2 separate regions of the Zea mays genome follow, and region 1 is linked to region 2. Evidence: chromatin contacts called from public Hi-C data. All regions are on one chromosome and are shown on one strand. Each heading gives the region's core, a stretch centred on a gene start, on an enhancer-like site or on the middle of the called end of the contact. The rest is flanking DNA. Distances are from core to core; before and after follow the strand shown.

The links. A called contact is a pair of places that touch in the nucleus more often than the background predicts.
Region 1: a contact with region 2 is called in a Hi-C map of endosperm, with 3 times the contacts expected there. The contact joins the promoter of LOC103633963 here to the promoter of LOC100283569 in region 2. A contact is called at or near these places in 3 of 25 Hi-C or Micro-C datasets (ear, endosperm and tassel).

The regions. Positions count from the first base shown.
Region 1 is chr1:36,427,225-36,430,374 of Zm-B73-REFERENCE-NAM-5.0, reverse strand. LOC103633963 (ERAD-associated E3 ubiquitin-protein ligase component HRD3) reads right to left here and starts at 1,739. Exons shown (of 7, transcript XM_008655622.4): 1 at 979-1,739; 2 at 1-72. The coding sequence starts at 1,563.
Region 2 is chr1:36,280,375-36,283,556 of Zm-B73-REFERENCE-NAM-5.0, reverse strand. It overlaps LOC100283569 (glyoxal oxidase), which reads right to left and starts at 1,666. Exons shown (of 1, transcript NM_001156469.2): 1 at 1-1,666. The coding sequence starts at 1,559.

The DNA.
Region 1 (3,150 bases), core at 490-2,989, 150 kb before region 2:
CTTTGATATCAAGGAGCTAGTTAGGGCAGCTTCTGCAAGTTCAGCGTATAGTATAACAGCTTCTTCATACATCTGAAAATTAAAATGATGGGATTTGACAGGTTGAGCCCAATTTAAACACCAACAGAGTGGACTGGAGTAGAACAAGCTACATGATAATAATTATTGAATCAGATTGGGCAACCCCTACTTTTTATATGAAGTAAAGCTTATTGTGATAACCACAGATTGTGCAATATATGCAAGTAACCAAAAGGAATTAAATGTTAGTGCAAGAAGCTAAACTTTATTTTTAAGGTAAAATACTATCCCTAATTTGCTTCACCAAAATAAACAGGGCAATTTACAAGAGAACGCTGCATCAGATATCCAATGTCTGGAATCTGGATGCAAGATAAAAAATAAGTAAATGTGGTTAAAGCAGGCTGCTCAGTGCTCACTAGTACTCAAGTGAAAAAAACATCATGGTTAGTAGTTAGTACTGATAAATTTCTTCAATTCGATTATTGCTTCTTAAATTACCTCCAACTTGTAAGATGACTGTGTCACGAAAAAACATTAGTTCTAGAGAAGAATTTGTAGACCTAACATCAAATATAACCCTACAATGATGAAGAGGGAATTTGATTCTCTAAGGTGTAATGTTTGTGCAAAAACTAAAAATGTTATGGTAAAAATAAGAACCACGCTACAAATTGGCAAAGACACTGGCCTCACGATTTCTACCAGCAAATAAGATCAAAGTCTACACCCAATTTCAGCAAATGTGACTACCAATTGATTAACTGAAACAACTTGCTATTCTAATGCCTGATCACCCAGGAACTAACCCTTCGCAACCCCAAGCAAAAAATGCTAATATCTGACCCAAAAAGTTCCTCAATTTGCAAGTAAGCCAACGAATTCAAACATTCAACCCCCAATTAGAGTATGCAGATTGTATGAGTGAGTAAAAGCAAACGGTATTGACCACCTCACCTCCTGGCGGAAGTAGGAGTACGCGAGGGCCATCTTTGACTGAAGATCTCCCGCGTCGGCGGCGAACTTGTGCAACAGGAATGCGAGCGATCGGGATGCCGGGCGCGTCATCCCGGCGCCGGTGAGGAACGCGAGCGCGGACTGCGCGCCCGGGTGCCCCGCCTCTGCCGCGGCCTCGATCTGCGCGGCAGCCGTGGCGAACGCCGCGTCGTCCCCATCGGACGCTGCGGAGAGCATCGCGCGGGCGCCCGCGACGAAGAGCGCGTCGGCCGACGAGTCCGTCTCATCGCCAGAAAGGGGAGGGCTTGCTGGGTCAAGAAGAGGGACCCAGGAGGACGGGGAGAGGAGCGGGTCGGCGGCTGGTGAATCGTCGGCGAAGTCGTCCCACCCGTCGTCGTCGGTGGAGTCGGCAGAGGGGAGGGACGGGTGCGCGGCCGAATCCTTGAGGAAGTCCTCACCGGAGAGAACCAAAACAAACGGGCGCACTGCAGCAGCTGGGCGAAGGAGAGAAGCGACCACGGCGAAGGAGACGGCGGCGAGGAGGAGGAGACGGCGGTGCAGGACGCGAGCCATCGGGGAAGGCATAGCCTACGAGAACACAAGATCTCACCCCCGTTGCACGGCAGGGAGTAGGAGTTGGGACTTGGGACTGCGCAGGGGATGCTGGCAGGTGGGGCATGTCGAGCGGGCAGCTTCTAGGACTATGACGTGGAGATGGGACCCGCAGTGGAGACGTGTCCGTGCTCCGTGATTGGCTTGGCGTTTGAGCCTGGTGTGGATCCGAACTTAAGTGATTTTGCTTGGGTGTGCGCTGCGCTATCTTTCTATATGGCCCATGGGCTTACGAGTTTTAGACTTATTTGTAAAACTTGAGTGACTCTAAATTTAATCTATCTATATCTTCTTCTTTTTTCTCTATCTTCTTTTTCTCTGTATAATCCATCAGTTTAAATTTTACAAAACTCACTCAACTAAATCACCCCCACATCCATAACATCGATCAACTAAATTACATCGAGACTTAACACACTATCAAATATATATCTCTATACCACTATATAATCTATCAGTTTAAACTTTACAAAATTCACACAACAAAATTACCTCCACACATATAACATCCACTAAATCCACCAAACAAATTGTATCTAAACTTAACACATCATCAAAATCAACGGATAATCTCACCCCCTTGCTCATTCAAATTCAATGAACAATATTATTTGGATCATCCTTCCCCTTCTCCCTCCCCACAACCCCGTTGCCCTCTCCCCTCACTCAGGCCACCAGCTCCGCCATCAACTCCTCCCCCTCGCGCTGTCGTCGCCATCGTCGACCCCTCCCTACGCGGGATCGTAGCATTAGCACAGGCTATATGCTAGTAAACTATATTTAAATTGAATTTTTATATCTAGTAGTTTCATTGTAGATCTACTTAACTAAAATAAGGGATCTATCTTTAGATTTGTCAAATTGGTTGAGCATGTGTTTCCACCAAATTTAAATTTAATAAAGTTAGAGAAAAAAATACCTAACATATCACTTGTTACATAGAAAAAACGGTTCAATTATTTTCTTCTTGTCACTTACTCCCTCCGTCCCATTATATAAGGCGTAACCACCTCTGGTTCAAAGACCAAGAAATGCATTTAATTGTCTCTATACCACTGCATCGATATACGTATGCATAGAGAGAGCACGCCTTATATTGTGAGACAAGAATAAAAAGTGGTTACGCCTTATATCCTGAGACGGAGGGAGTATTTTTTTAAGCTTCGCCGCAAAGACTCCGTTGAGCCTACAAATCGGCGGTCACGCCACAACGCACCCCACTGACCAGTTTTCACGTCCACTCATGTCACCCCACACCCTAGTAAGGCTGCACCACTGGGCTCATGAGACCGTCGTCGAGGCCACTGAAAGTTTCATGTGTGATTTTGATAAATGGGACGATAATTGACTAATTTGTAAGGCTTGTTTTTTGAGCTACAACTTTTTGGAGTTTTTTAAAAGATATCATTAGGCTTTTGATCCTGCAAAGTCAATAATAGCTTTTCAATAATGTTATTAACTTTTTAGACTTAGAAAGCTACATAAAGCCCATGAAACCAGGCTTTTAGCTTTTTACATAAACTCAACTTTTCCTGAGCTTTTGGCTTTCTGAAAGTTAAA
Region 2 (3,182 bases), core at 417-2,916:
TTCATCGCGAACGAGTGCGTCGTGAAGGACGGCGCCACCATCGTCACCGACACGTCACCGAGGCCGCCGGCGCGGCCGCCACGCCTTCTCCGCGCCAATGCCGGGACCAAGAACCGGATCGCCATCGTCGCCCCGTAGCCCACGCTCGCGGGCGCGCCGGTGGGGGACGGGTCGAGGATCCTCGGCCGCAGCATGTCGTTGGACGCGTCGAGGTACTCCGGCGAGAAGGCCTCCAGGCTGAGGTCGGTGGGGAACTGCACGTTGCTGAAGTTGTAGTAGGTGTGCGGGTTGCTGCCGCCCACCAGCAGGCGGCCGTCCCGGAGGAGCACCGCCGAGGAGTGGTACAGCCGCGCGACGCCCGCCGCGTTCTGCTCCTCGAACCGGTCCCCCGGCGAGTGGTCCGGGCGGTAGACGACGGGCGCGTACGCCGGGGTCTTGGCGGACTCCCACCCGGCGGTGCCGTCCGCGGCGCCGTTGATGATGGCCACCTCCGCGCCGTTGGGCAGAAGGACCATGTCGCCCATCACCCGCGGCGACGGCATTGTCTCGATGACCCACGCCGGCGCGGCGTCGGTGATCTTGATCCGCCCGCACGTCGTCAGCGCCGGGACGAAAGCGCCGGCGGTGCCGCCCTGCTGCTGCTTGGTGGAGTTGTAGGAGCCCGCTGGCGCGCCGCCGCAGACCAGCACCTCGGCCTCGGTGGGGTTGGGCTTCAGCGGGAGCAGCACCGAGGAGCCCGAGCTGGGGTAGTTCCGCGGGTCGCCGTCGCCCAGCACGGGGTACGTCCGCACGATCTTGTTGCTGCTGTAGTCCAAGAGGACGGCGCGGTTGTTGGAGAAGATGAAAAGGTTGCCGTCTATGTTGAGGTGCACGAACGGATAAAGGTTGTTCTCCTCGGGGTCCCTCGTCTGCACCAGAAATGGCATCGGGATGACGGACGTATCCGAAGGGCCCGCCTTTGGGTAGAACTCGTAGCTGAACTGCCTCCGGCCGCCGATGATGAACGCGCGGCCGTCGGGGAGGATCTGGTTGGTGGCGTACCACCGGTTGGCCGAGAGCGCGTCCTGCGTCTCGGACCAGTCGCAGCTCTCGTCGCCGTCGCTGCACGCGGGCATGGTGCGCGCGTTGCGGAACCCGTCGTTCCAGCCGCCGGTCTGGACGAGCGTGCCGTCGGGCGCGACGGTGCCCGAGGAGCACCAGGTGTCGGTGAAGACGAAGAGCGGGCGGAACGCGTTGGCGGCGACGTCGTACTCGACGGAGTGCGCGGTGCAGTCCCCCTGAGGGAGCACGCGCTCCCGCGGGTTGACGCGGCAGCGTCCGTCGGGGAGGGAGAGGTTGGAGTGGCCGAAGTCGGTGCGGTCGAAGATGATGACGCGGTCGTTGTGCAGGAGCTGCATGTGCATCGCCGACACCCCGATGCTGCGCTGCTGGAGGTCCCACCTCCCGCCGGCGCCGCTCGCGGGCGCAATGCCGGCGCAGGCGCAGGCGAGGAGCAGGAGAAGAACGGCGAGGTGGCGACGGGCACGGTTCTTCTTCTTGGCTGCCAATGCAATCTCCATGGTTGATCGATCGATGGGACAGGCACAGGCTTGTAGACGTAACGATGTTGCGTCGTCGTTTCAGGGACAGGTTTTCTTTGATTCCGTTTTCTTGGTTAAGTGGGGGTGTTTAGCTCGTTGAGCGGCGAAGTGTATATATATGCGGCAGTGCCCAAGCTTCGACCACCATTTTTGCTCCCTGATTTTTCACACGATATCATTTAAACACTCCAGCTAGCTGGCGCCTTTACAATGGAATTTCGTTCCGCTCGAGTGAGCTTTGGCCAGGTTGGTTCTTTTTATATAGTACGATCTTTATTTGGTCAATTGATGGCCCTGCCTTAATTAACTTTGTTCTTTGTTCTGATGTTTAGTTTTTGGGTATGTATTCATGAGTCGACGAGCACAACAACCAGACCGGCAATTTGGCGCACGTACACGTTCGATCGATCCCGTGCGTCGTTCGATCCCGTTTCGTGTACTTACTTCCCTGCTGACCCATACAAGACCAGGAAGGAGCACGGCATGATGTGGTTGCTGCCTTATCCACCATGTTGGCTTGTCCCTCCGGCCCGCAGCATGCATGTTTGGAGACCGCGACGTACGTTGGACTCCGTCGATAAGAGAAACCGTGCAGGCGTGCACACTGCACTGCACCCCCCTGAACAACAGCACACCGGACCCCTCCTCGCGTCGCGAGGCGAGACAAGCGAAAACGCCGTGGACAAGCCAGGCTCGGAGCACCTCTAAGTGACTCTTTATTTTTGACTCTTTATTTAACTCTCTATTTACTTTTTTATGAAGACTACACTCTATATATATATCATCTCACTCCAACAGACTATCTATCTAGTTTTGCTAGTCGAATGGCTAGCTAAATTTAGCTAGCGAGAGAGCAAATTTAGAGAGTCAGTTAGCTTGATAAATCAGATAGCTAGTCTGTTGGAGAGTTATTTTGCTATTGAATAGCCAAACTTTAGCTTGGCGATCTATTTAACTAGTCTTTTAGAGATGCTCTCACAGACGATACGATAGTAAACCCTCCATTCCAAAATCACAAGTCATTCAAAACATCTCGGATTTAACCAAGAAAATTAAAGAAATTTATAACATCAACTAGATATACTATAGAAATATAATTCATAAAATAGTAATAATATAAATTTGGTATAATAAACATTATTATTTTTATTATATCAAGTTGATCAAACATAAGATGTTTTCATTATGAACAGAGTTGAAATGGCTTTAAAATTAGGAGTAGTATCGTAGTAGCCCCACTCATCCACCCACTCACTCAGTGTAGCCACACAACATGACGGCTCACGTTGTTGCTTTCCTTTTCTTTGACCTGAGGCCATACATAGTCAAACAGGCCACTCGATCCGCATGACCCAAACCCAGTACAAAAGCACGACTCAATGGAGTTGGGTGGGTTGTGCCGAAAAGGGCTTTGTACCTGGCGAACGGCCGGGTACGACATGTCGGACTGAATTTTAGGTCGAGCTAGCCTAACGAGTGACGAGTACGACCTAAACAATAGATTGGGCCGGTTCGAGGCCAATGTTGTCACAGTATGGACAGATGAAGGAGGCAACAGACAATGGCGAAGGAGTTGATGAAGAGAAGGACATGTGTCACATG